Regions from separate parts of the Mus musculus genome. Here region 2 is linked to region 1. The links are chromatin contacts, called in public ChIA-PET maps. All regions are on one chromosome and are shown on one strand. The core of a region is the stretch at or near the end of the contact, and the rest is flanking DNA. Distances in the headings are between cores, read along the strand shown. Region 1 has its middle 60 kb from the start of Fshb. Region 2 has its middle 60 kb from the start of Kcna4.

What was found. ChIA-PET counts read pairs in DNA pulled down with a chosen protein or histone mark.
Region 2: an SMC1A ChIA-PET map of the G1E-ER4 cell line shows a contact between it and region 1, with 5 read pairs. The contact joins two enhancer-like sites. A contact is called at or near these places in 2 of 15 datasets of contacts at CTCF or cohesin (the G1E-ER4 cell line and the NIH/3T3 cell line).

Annotation. Positions count from the first base shown.
Region 1 is chr2:107,116,568-107,121,772 of GRCm38.p6, reverse strand. No RefSeq gene overlaps it. Among named protein-coding and RNA genes, the nearest start is that of Fshb, 60 kb to the right of the region's middle. Within about 2 kb of position 2,867, at least 7 of the 459 cell types and tissues checked have an H3K27ac peak or open chromatin away from gene starts, as enhancers often do. A contact at or near this core is called in the G1E-ER4 cell line, where this site is marked.
Region 2 is chr2:107,228,332-107,233,373 of GRCm38.p6, reverse strand. No RefSeq gene overlaps it. Among named protein-coding and RNA genes, the nearest start is that of Kcna4, 60 kb to the left of the region's middle. Within about 2 kb of position 1,478, at least 5 of the 459 cell types and tissues checked have an H3K27ac peak or open chromatin away from gene starts, as enhancers often do. A contact at or near this core is called in the G1E-ER4 cell line, where this site is marked.

The DNA of each region.
Region 1 (5,205 bases), core at 1,618-4,117:
GGAACAGTAGCTTCCAGAACAGTGATGACTATGTTTTCTGATGGATCAAACATACAAGGACAAAATGAAAGGTGACTGAACCCAAAGAATGGAGAGGAACCTGAACTGGTGAGGCCAGTATTCTCTTTATATAATGTTAATAGTAGATGGTATGGGATCCTTTTTGCAGGATCAGAATTGAAATATTGCCCCTTATTTTGACACTTCCTGTGGATGGCCCACATTATGACATGAAAACATCTTACTGATCAAATTTCACTTGAATATGACTATCTACAAAGTATAGATATCACATATACCTACCATTTTATATGACAAAAATGACCTGCATAGAACTAATAATACTGAGACTCTGTAGATACAGGACTTTTATATGCCTGGTTTTATCCCAGGTAATCACTTAGCACAGAACACAAAACCGTAATGAACTAATTGAATTAGAATGATTTTAACTAAATTGAGACTCTTTCCCTGAAATCCCCATCCATGCATGTCTTCAGAAACTACCCAAAACAAGATCAATCTTTTCTCTGCTCCAGGTAAGAAAGCAAGTGTGTTCTCACCTTCAACATGGACACCTGCTATTTATTTAACTCTTCTTTGAATAACTCAACATCCAGACAACTTCTTCCAAAATCTCTCTCAATTTGTGATGCCTTTTAACTTATGCAAAGCCTCGATCCATAGAGGACAGCATGGGCTCTAACCATACTGAGACTGCCCCACTTGGGAATCGATCCCATAAACAACCACCGAACCCAGACACTATGGCAGATGCCAACAAGAGCCTGTTGACAGGACCCTGATATAGCTGTCTCCTGAGGGCCTTTGCCAGTGCCTGGCAAATACAGAAGTGAATGCTCACAATCATCCATTAGACAAAGCACAGGGTCCCCAATGAAGGAGCTAGAGAAAGTATCCAAGGAACTGAAAGGGTCTGAAGCCCCAGGAGGAACATCAATATGAACTAACCAGTACCCTCCCCAGAGCTCCTTGGAACTAAACCATCAAAGAAAACACATGATGGGACATGTGGCTCTAGCTGTATATGTAGCTGAGGATGGCATAGTCCGTCATCAATGGGAGGAGAGGGCCTAGGTCCTGTGAAGGTTCTATGCCCCAGTACAGGGGAAGGTTAGAACTGGTAATGGGAGTGAGAGGGCTGGGGAGCAGGGGAAGGGGGGAGAGGATAGGGGTTTTCAAAAGGAAAACTAGGAAAGGGGATAACATTTGGAATATAAATAAAGAAAATATCTAGTAAGAAATACACAGGAAAAAAAAAACAAATACAAGTAGTGAATGTCCTTCCAATCTTGCCTCAAACATCTAATTTGGGTCCTGCCACTTCTGAGGCTCTGATACTGATATCTTAATCATTAGAACAGATACTAACTTAATTGCTTTTTAGAACTGTATATCAAGCCAGTAGTCACATGCCATTCCTTTTTACATGGGTTTAATTATTTTTATGCAGTTTGAAGACACCAAGGCAAAACATTTTACCAATTTCAAAGAAAGCATTCATTTTTGTGCTCAGTATTAACAACTTCTAATGCCCCTCAGTCATCTCCAGGGGAGGCGTTATTTGGACTTGGCGGGGGGGGGGGGGGTGTTACATTGGTGTCACTCAGTAGCCTGTGTAGCCTCAAGCCCATACCAGTCCTCTGACCTCAGTCTGCTATTCAGTGTTTTGGATTCAGATTCAGATGTCCTAGCAGTGGTCCCTTTAATTTCTTGGAAAAGGGAAACAAAAAATATTCAAGAAAAGATCATAAAGGTGGTGAAAGATCTAAGAATCATGAGAACAGTGACACTTTGTCCGCATAAGCCCAGAAACTTTGTTTACACAGCAGAGCTGGTTAGCCAAGATGTACAGCTCCAAGCAAACCTGAGAGCTACAGATAAAACAGTCAGTGACTTAGAGCAGAGATAACACAAATCTAGCTTACTCCCTGCCTGTGCTTCTGGGCAAACTATGTGGCTTTTCTGAGCTTGTGCTGTCCTTTTTTAAAACAGAGTTAAAATTACAGTCTCTCAACAATAGTTTGCAGTCATATAGCAGTCACAAATATTTTTAATTTACCCACTACTTTAGTTCACTTTCTATGTCACCATTTGAAGTTAGTCATACTACAAGCTTCAATTTAGGAAAACAAAATAGAGGTTGAGACAGGTTAAGTAATGTGCCCATGTCACCCAGCTATTAAGCAGTAGAACTGATATTTCAACACTGACAATCTTGTCTAGGGCACCTGTGTGCAGCCAGTTGACCACACAACCTAGAGGCCCACACTTACACAGACATGAGTTCTAGAATATTTAATGTATCACTTGTGCGTTATCATCCCTCTACGTAGCCTCAGGAAGAAAAGGGCACTGGTATGGAAAAGAGATCGGCTACCTTTCTAATGCATCCACGGTGACCCCTTCAACCCCAACCACCTTGTCTTATCTCTGGGTCTCTGAATCCTCAGCCATAATCTACTGTTTCCAGAGGCCATAGAGCAATGTGATGAGGAGAAGGCATCGTCACGTGACAGCTCACATAAACTGTAAGTGACGGGTGGCACTCAACTCCATGGTACTAGCTTCATTGTTACCTTTATCTCTTCCTTCTCTCACTCAGGCTGCTGCTGGGAAAAAAAAAAAATGAGAAAAGCTATTGCTTTAATACCTATACAGTATACCAGGTCCTAGAGAAAGCTGTTAGTATGGAAATAGCCTTTCAGAGATAAGAGCGGAGGCAAGCCAGTAACAGCACATTTCTAAGCCTGTTTAGTCCTGGAGCAGCATATAGCCTTGGCCTTCTAGCCAGCTCTGAGCCAGACACATCAAGGCCTTTTAGACCCAAGGCTATGGATACACAGTGTTCTAGAAACAGCCATAACCTCTCCAATCCACTTAGTCTTTTAATCCCTCCCTCCCGGCATGGTCTGAGCCCACACAGAATGCCTGCCTCAGCTTCTGACCTTCTCAATCCTTCTGGCCTTCCAGGAACTACTTTGTGCATAGCTGTGGTTGGCTAGTATGTAAGTAATGAAACCAGAGGTACATTTGGTGCTTGGACAAATGTCAAATGTTTTCCCTATGCACCCGATATAAAATATAAATGAAGTGAGTAAGTAATATATAGGTATATATTACATATTTTAAAATTTTTATGTTTTTAAAGTAATATATATCAAGCAGCTCTAAATAGGATGCTACTCTTTGCACATAGAAGGCCCTAAGCAGGTTAGGGGATTGGTTAATGCAGCCCAGAATGTGGAACCTATCAATCCCTGGAGCTCTGTGCCAGTCAAAAGGAAGGATTAGCTAGAATGGAGTCCTAGGTTTTGCTTGAGTCTGCTTTCTGAGCAGTACTCTGGTCCTGGACACATTTCTTTGCCTCTCTGGGCCTCAGAACCCCCATCTATAGTGGGATGAAGCTGGTAGCTTGTAGATACACTCTTAAGAGTAGTCCAGAGAGCAATATAATGAATGAAACAGAACCCAAAGACTTCTTATAACAGAAAACACTATGTTCACATATTTAACATATTACATAGTACCAACCCCTTTCACAAAGGAACATACGTATCATTTCCATTTTAATGAAAAGAAACTCATTTTTAATTTTAGAACGGTTTAAGATTTGTGGAAAAGTTGCAAAAATAGTCAAATCCTTAACACACCCACATTTTCATCCCTCCTTTGTTCATTTCTGTGTTAGAATCCTACGCTTATTAAAACTCTTTCCTTCCTTAAAATATGCAGCCCCCTCTGCTTGTCTATAGATTGCAACCTCTAAAATTCAGACCTAGGGAGCCCATAGTGAATGGAGGAAGCTCCAGCTAACAAACTCAAAGCTCAGCTCACAAGAAAAGTTGGCAACTAAGATTTGACTCACGATTATCCCCCAGAAATGCAGATTCACATCAGAAATCCAGATTTTATGCAAAACATACTCATTTTTAAAGGTTGACTCATTTTTGTTTGCCTTTCTCAAAATAGCATCCTTTCCAAACAAAACACTTCTGCGCGCTGAATATGACCCTCCACTTCCCATCTGTGTGCTCCAGCCCTACTCCTTCCATCCTATCCTTCCAGGGGATAATCAGAAATAGCGCCGTCTAGCAATTCTCACGAGAATCTGTTTCAGGAGCAGGCTCTTCTCAATTTCTGGTAGTCACATATAATCCTTGGCCTATGGCCCCACATTCTACCTTCATAGCACACCAGTCCCTGCCTCTATCATCACAGAGCCTTCACTTCTGAAACTCTTCCTCCTATAAGTACTGTGATCATTCCTGTTGGACAAATTTAGTGTAACCTCTATACCTGAGGCTCACTAATCCAAATACACCTCAAGGGGTGTATTTTTTTTTTTTTTATAAAGTAGCATTCCCAGCTACCAAGAAATTAGGCCAGGAACATATGTTATGGAAGGGGTTAAGGATTAATTACTTAACTTACCATAGTTGGTATCTAAGTTCCTCTCTGCTTTAACATAAATGTTTTCTCCATGCTTGCTCCCAGCCATACTAGTGTCTCTTGTGATTCTGCCATCGTGTCCTCCTATTATATAATCTATGTTGGCATTTGGTATTTTGAGACAGACACTAAATGCCTAGCAGTGTGCTAGTGAGAAAAGGTAGACTGGTCATAGAAGAACAAATATTCTCTCATTTCAAAGATTTCTGGTATGCTTGTCAAAGAAAGAAAGAAAGAAAGAAAGAAAGAAAGAAAGAAAGAAAGAAAGAAAGAAAGAAAGAAAGAAAGAAAGAAAGGAAGGAAGGAAGGAAGGAAGGAAGGAAGGAAGGAAGGAAGGAAGAAAGAAAGAAAGAAAGAAAGAAAGAAAGAAAGAAAGAAAGAAAGAAAGAAAAGAAGTTAGAGAAGGTCCAGATAAAGTCTGATGACTCGCTGCACTGAACAGATTTTCAATAGACATGAAGTTGGGACTGGGATGCAGACCTTGCAGAAGAATGAATAGTCACGTGCACAGGTCTTATTCTACATTTACTGACACATGATAGAAGAGCTATTAGACATTACTGCCCCATATCACCTCAACAGTCCACAGGGGAGAAAAGATAAATTATGAAAACAAGCCTAGGATGAGGTAGAAGAAAAGGCAACTGAGATGAAACTTTAATTGTCAACCTGGGCAAGAACAACTTACTCCCCTCAACCAAAAACAGCTTATACTCAAATAGGACACCCATC
Region 2 (5,042 bases), core at 229-2,728, 110 kb before region 1:
AATGTAGTGTTTCAGACACCTTTCACACTCTAACTTGATTATCTCATAGCAACTGACTTTAGTGGTCACAACACTACAACACGCATCACTTTCTCTCATGCCCTACTGGATGAATGCTCCAGAGGACATTGGCACACAAATACTCCCTCTCTTGCTTCTACTAAGAACTATGCTTATATGCTGTTGACAAGCCTTACCAGTCAACGTTCAAACAAAGTCAAGTGATCAGTTGCCTTAGCTAGAAATCCTTGGTATACCTCTTTATGAAACTGGCTTTTCCTGTTTTCTTCTCTCCTTCCCTGTCCTCTGATTGGAGATTCATCAAGTAGCAGCACATACCATTTCACTTCAGCCTTTGTTTTCTAAAAGAACACAGTGCGTCACTGGTAATAGTGAAAGAACAAAGAAACCAGAGTGAGCAGTATGAGTCATAACATTCCTTGAACCAATTATCTGACTTTTAGAGACTCCTTTATGCCACCTTAAGGTCTAAATTTTATCCATTTAATTGTCAACATTTATTGAAAAGCAAAGAATAATGTTAGATATTATGATGAAAATCTGAAGAGACTTTGGTGTGTGCTCTCAAGGACTTTATATATTCAGGAATTTCAGACATTAAAGTGGAAAATACTGCATCTGTTAGATAAAAATATTCTATATATCACAGCATATCAGTAGTTTAAAGTTCAGACTTTCCACATTTCAGATATGCCCCAAATTATTAGTCTTCAAATATTTTATATTATTCACATGACTGGAAAAATGTCATTATATAGACAAGCTTGAATTTTGAATAACAATTTTTCCAAGTAATATATTTCTTAGCATTATTTAAAGCTGATAAAGTCCTCAGTCACGCCTAATATAGCCACACTTAGAAATAATCAAGGGCATATCCAAAACTCCATTCACATTAATTTTTAACTTTTTATTGATTCTTTGTGCATTTCACATTATGCCCCCCAGTCTCACTCCTCATCCTATCCTGGCATCTGCCCTCTGGCCTCATAACAAATCTCCTAAAATAAAAACACACAAACAAACAAGAAAAAAATATACGAAACAAAACAAACTGTAAAAAATATATCATCATGGAAGCTGTAGTGTGTCACAGCGTGTCCCACTCTATATCCCTCGGTCTACACATCTTCACTTGAGAACATTCACTGCAAAAAGGCATTGCTCTGGTTCGAGGTCTCTGGCTTCTGTGACACCATCAGTATTGGATACTCACCAAACTCTTCCCAGTTATCCTGTTGTTACCATGTCATGGAGAACCTGAAGCTTTGGATCTGCGGGACCAACACTTTCACACACCCCAACAGTACACAGATGATGTAGATTTTGAGGCTGGCCAACTCAGTTCCCTGGATCTGGGCCTATGTGGTAGCTGAGCTGGTTGGCTTGTGCTGTCTCTCCCTTATCTGCACCACCAGGGCGAGCTCTCCAGCACTGCTCCTGGCTAGCTACCCAATGCCACTATCAGCAGGATGCAGTTTCAGCTTTTCTGCTCTGATGCCTTCCAGGCTGGCTCACCCACAGTCATGACTCCAGAGCCCAGTCAAGGCCTAGGACCCACTCTCCCAAGATCTCTAGTCAGGGAGGAGCTGGAATATTCTCAGGCTCTCACATCCTCAGAGTAGGATCACCTACACTGCACTCCCTCCACCAGGGCCACTCCACTGTGTTGTCCAGGACAGGTACAAGGCCCAGTCTCCCACCAGTGAGTTATAGGAATAGCTCTCTTGTTCTCATAACCTTGGGAACAGTTATTCTGACTACTGCAGGTGGCAAGAGTGGGGACATCATCCTTGAGCCTACTCCACCTCACCACAGTCCTCACCAAAGTGGCAGGGCCATCTTTCCTGTGGTCACGCCCATTGGGCTGATTCACTGTGTTCTCTCCACCAAAGCCAGCTCTACTGTGCTGCCCAGGCAAGGTGCAGGACATTCACATAAATTTTTATAACAGAACGTTTCATAAAGAAAAGACATTGAGACTAATACAATGCCCATAAAGAAAAAAAAAAGTCCCACTAACAGCTTGTTGATAGGGTAATAAGCAATCTTAAAAATTAATGTTTGCCTAACAATAATAACATAAAATAATATTAAAGATACATTGAAATTAAAAAATGTTTCATATTTTAAATAAATAGGTAAAGTAATCAGGATCTGTAAGATTATATATTTAAACATAAACCTGAAAGGAAATGCTAGAAAAATGTTAATATTTGTCACCACTGGATAGTACTTTCTCCATATATTCTTATTGTTTCTACAAAGAGTTGTTTTTTATCATTAAGATATAACAGGGCTAAAGTAAAAAAATAAAATACTCTAGAAGTCAATTTACCCGCTCAGCCATTGCTGAGCATTCAGGGGAGCAACAAATTTTGATTTTTATGCTACAAGCTTTCTCCTGTCAATTTACTTGAAACTACCAGTAATGTTAAGTATTTTCTCCACACATATGAAAATCAATAAACAAAAGTGAAATCCCCCTCTGTGTTATTTCATATTAAATCCCTATTTTCATGAAGAATGCTTGCAAAGTAACAATTTGGATGTCCCTTGGAGCTCATTCAGTTGATATCCACCCTGAACAGTGAAATGTTTGCAAGCTACACTGAGATCAGGTGAGAGTTAATAGGGTATGGCGACTGTTCTCAGAGTGGAGAGTCCTAACTTCAAACTCACGTTCCCTCTAGCAACTCTGTACTTGAGCCTTAGTTTCATCAAGTGCAAGATGGAAACAGTAAAAATGATGGGACACATTCTAGTATACTAGGTCATCCTCAACATTTTGAAATATGAAGGAAATAAAGGACACTAAATATCTATTTTTAAAATAAAACACCAGTCAAAAGCCGAAATGAGTTTTTAATTGGATGTTTTATTTATTTACATTTTAAACATTACCAGGTTTCCACGTTTGCCCTCCCGAAACTCCCAATCCCATTCCAGTCCTCCTGCTCCTATGAGGGTGTGCCCCTACCCATCCACCCACTCCCGCCTCCTGGCCCTGGCATTCCCAAACACTGGGGTATCCAGCCTTCACAGGACCAAGGGTCTCTCCTCCCACTGATGCCCAACAAGGCTACATATGCGGCTGGAGCCATGGGTCCCTCCATTTGTACTCTTTGGTTGATGGTTTAGTCTCTGGGAGCTCTGGAGTATCTGGTTGGTTGCTATTGTTGTTCTTCCTATGAGGTTGCAAACTCCTTCAGCTCCTTCAGTCCTTTCTCTAACTCCTCCATTGGGGACCCCGAGCTGTATACTTACAAATATGACAACTTATTCAAATTTGTTTCTGAGTGATTCCAGTTTGAAACAAATCTTTGTTTTATTTTTCACAAGTATGTTATTCATAGGTTTGTTTGGGTCTCTTCGGTTTGGATGTTTTGGCTTGTTTGTTTGAGGGTTGTTATCTATCCTAAGGGTAATTTTACTTCAGTGTACCTTTTTGCATCAGAAAATTTATTTTCTGGATTGCTCTGAACTGCTGCTAAAGTATGCTGTTAAACAATTCTCAACACACTATGCTGCATCAGCCTCTACTACAGTGAATCTCTTAAGTGTAAAACTTAAATCTCTTTCCTGTCATGTTAGCACTATTATGCAATATGGAGCATTAAAGAGGAAAGAAAGAAAGAAAAAAGAGAGAGCGCTAATGTTTTTCAATAAAAGCTCAAAACGCCCCAGAGAGTGAATTTGTTCTTATCATAATTTCTTATGCAAATTGGCTGTTTATTCCGAGGAAAATGAGCTATTGAGTGAGCATTGAAATAGAAATCAATACGTAGACAGTCACAGATCTATCTAAAGTCATTACGTAGGGGAGCTATGAAGAGTATTTTCCTCTAAATTTGGTCAATGTGAATAGAGCCTGAATTTCAGTTTCTTCTCTACAACTTCAGTTTGGTTCCTGCCTTAGTCCTGATGTGGATTTCTCCTGGCTTATAACCTTCTCTATGCAGAAATGGTAACTAGTCAAAGAGAATGATGTCTGGAGAACTTGGGGTAAGAGAAACTTTATATATATATATATTCTTTTAAGACAAGCAAAGATTATAAAAGTCTTGGGTTGATCTTTATGTTTTTGCAAAAACCATGAAACATTTCATGAAAATCCAACAAGGCCCAGTTTCTCTGAAGGAAAAGAAACTGGACTAAAAAATAGCAATAGCACAGTGATGGGCGCCCACTGCCAGGTTTGTACCTCATTAATGTCTGACTGACTTTGCAAACAGGCCTCCATGGAGAATTCCTTTATTAGATGGAGAGAAACAGAACTGAGAGCACTGTTAGGACATGGTCCCTTCAGATACCAGCTAGGTTTTTTTTTGTTTGTTTTTTGTTTTTTTATTTTGGGGTTGTGTTTTTTTCTTAGCATCAGGGAAAATCACACATTTTTCAAGTGAGTTGATATTTCTTTTCTTCTTTAAATTATACATTCTTTGGAGTGTCCAAACTTCTAAGCACCTGTCCAGGCTCTGTTCCTAATTAAAAGCAATGCCTGTTAAAAAATGAATTCACCACTTAGCTCCTCACGGATGAAGGAAAGGGACATAAAACTATAAAGTTGCCTCTCAGAGCCCTAGCAGATCTAGCTGTTTAGTGTTCTCTGACCTGAAGAAAACCAAACAAAAGTAAAACAGAACAGAGAGAGAGAGAGAGAGAGAGAGAGAGAGAGAGAGAGAGAGAGTTCTAGTCTCCAGACACAATTATCTATCACATAAGGTGAGGGGTGAGGTAGAGAGAGCAGCTATAGGGTCAGAATATTATTACAACTACTGTGGAGGCATCAGAAGAGCCTGACACAGCTAATTCAGCCACAGACAAACACAGAAGGTAAGTGAGTCATTGGCACTGACTCAAGACTTTTATAAACAGTGCAGCCACCAAACCCAGCTGGGTCACTTGGGCAAATCTGTCTGATAAAAAAGCAAGTCTATACAGGCAGAGAGAACAAGAAGTTACTCGAAAAGAATGAGAAGCAAACAGCCCTCCTCATCTGCCTAAACAAGAGGGCAGGG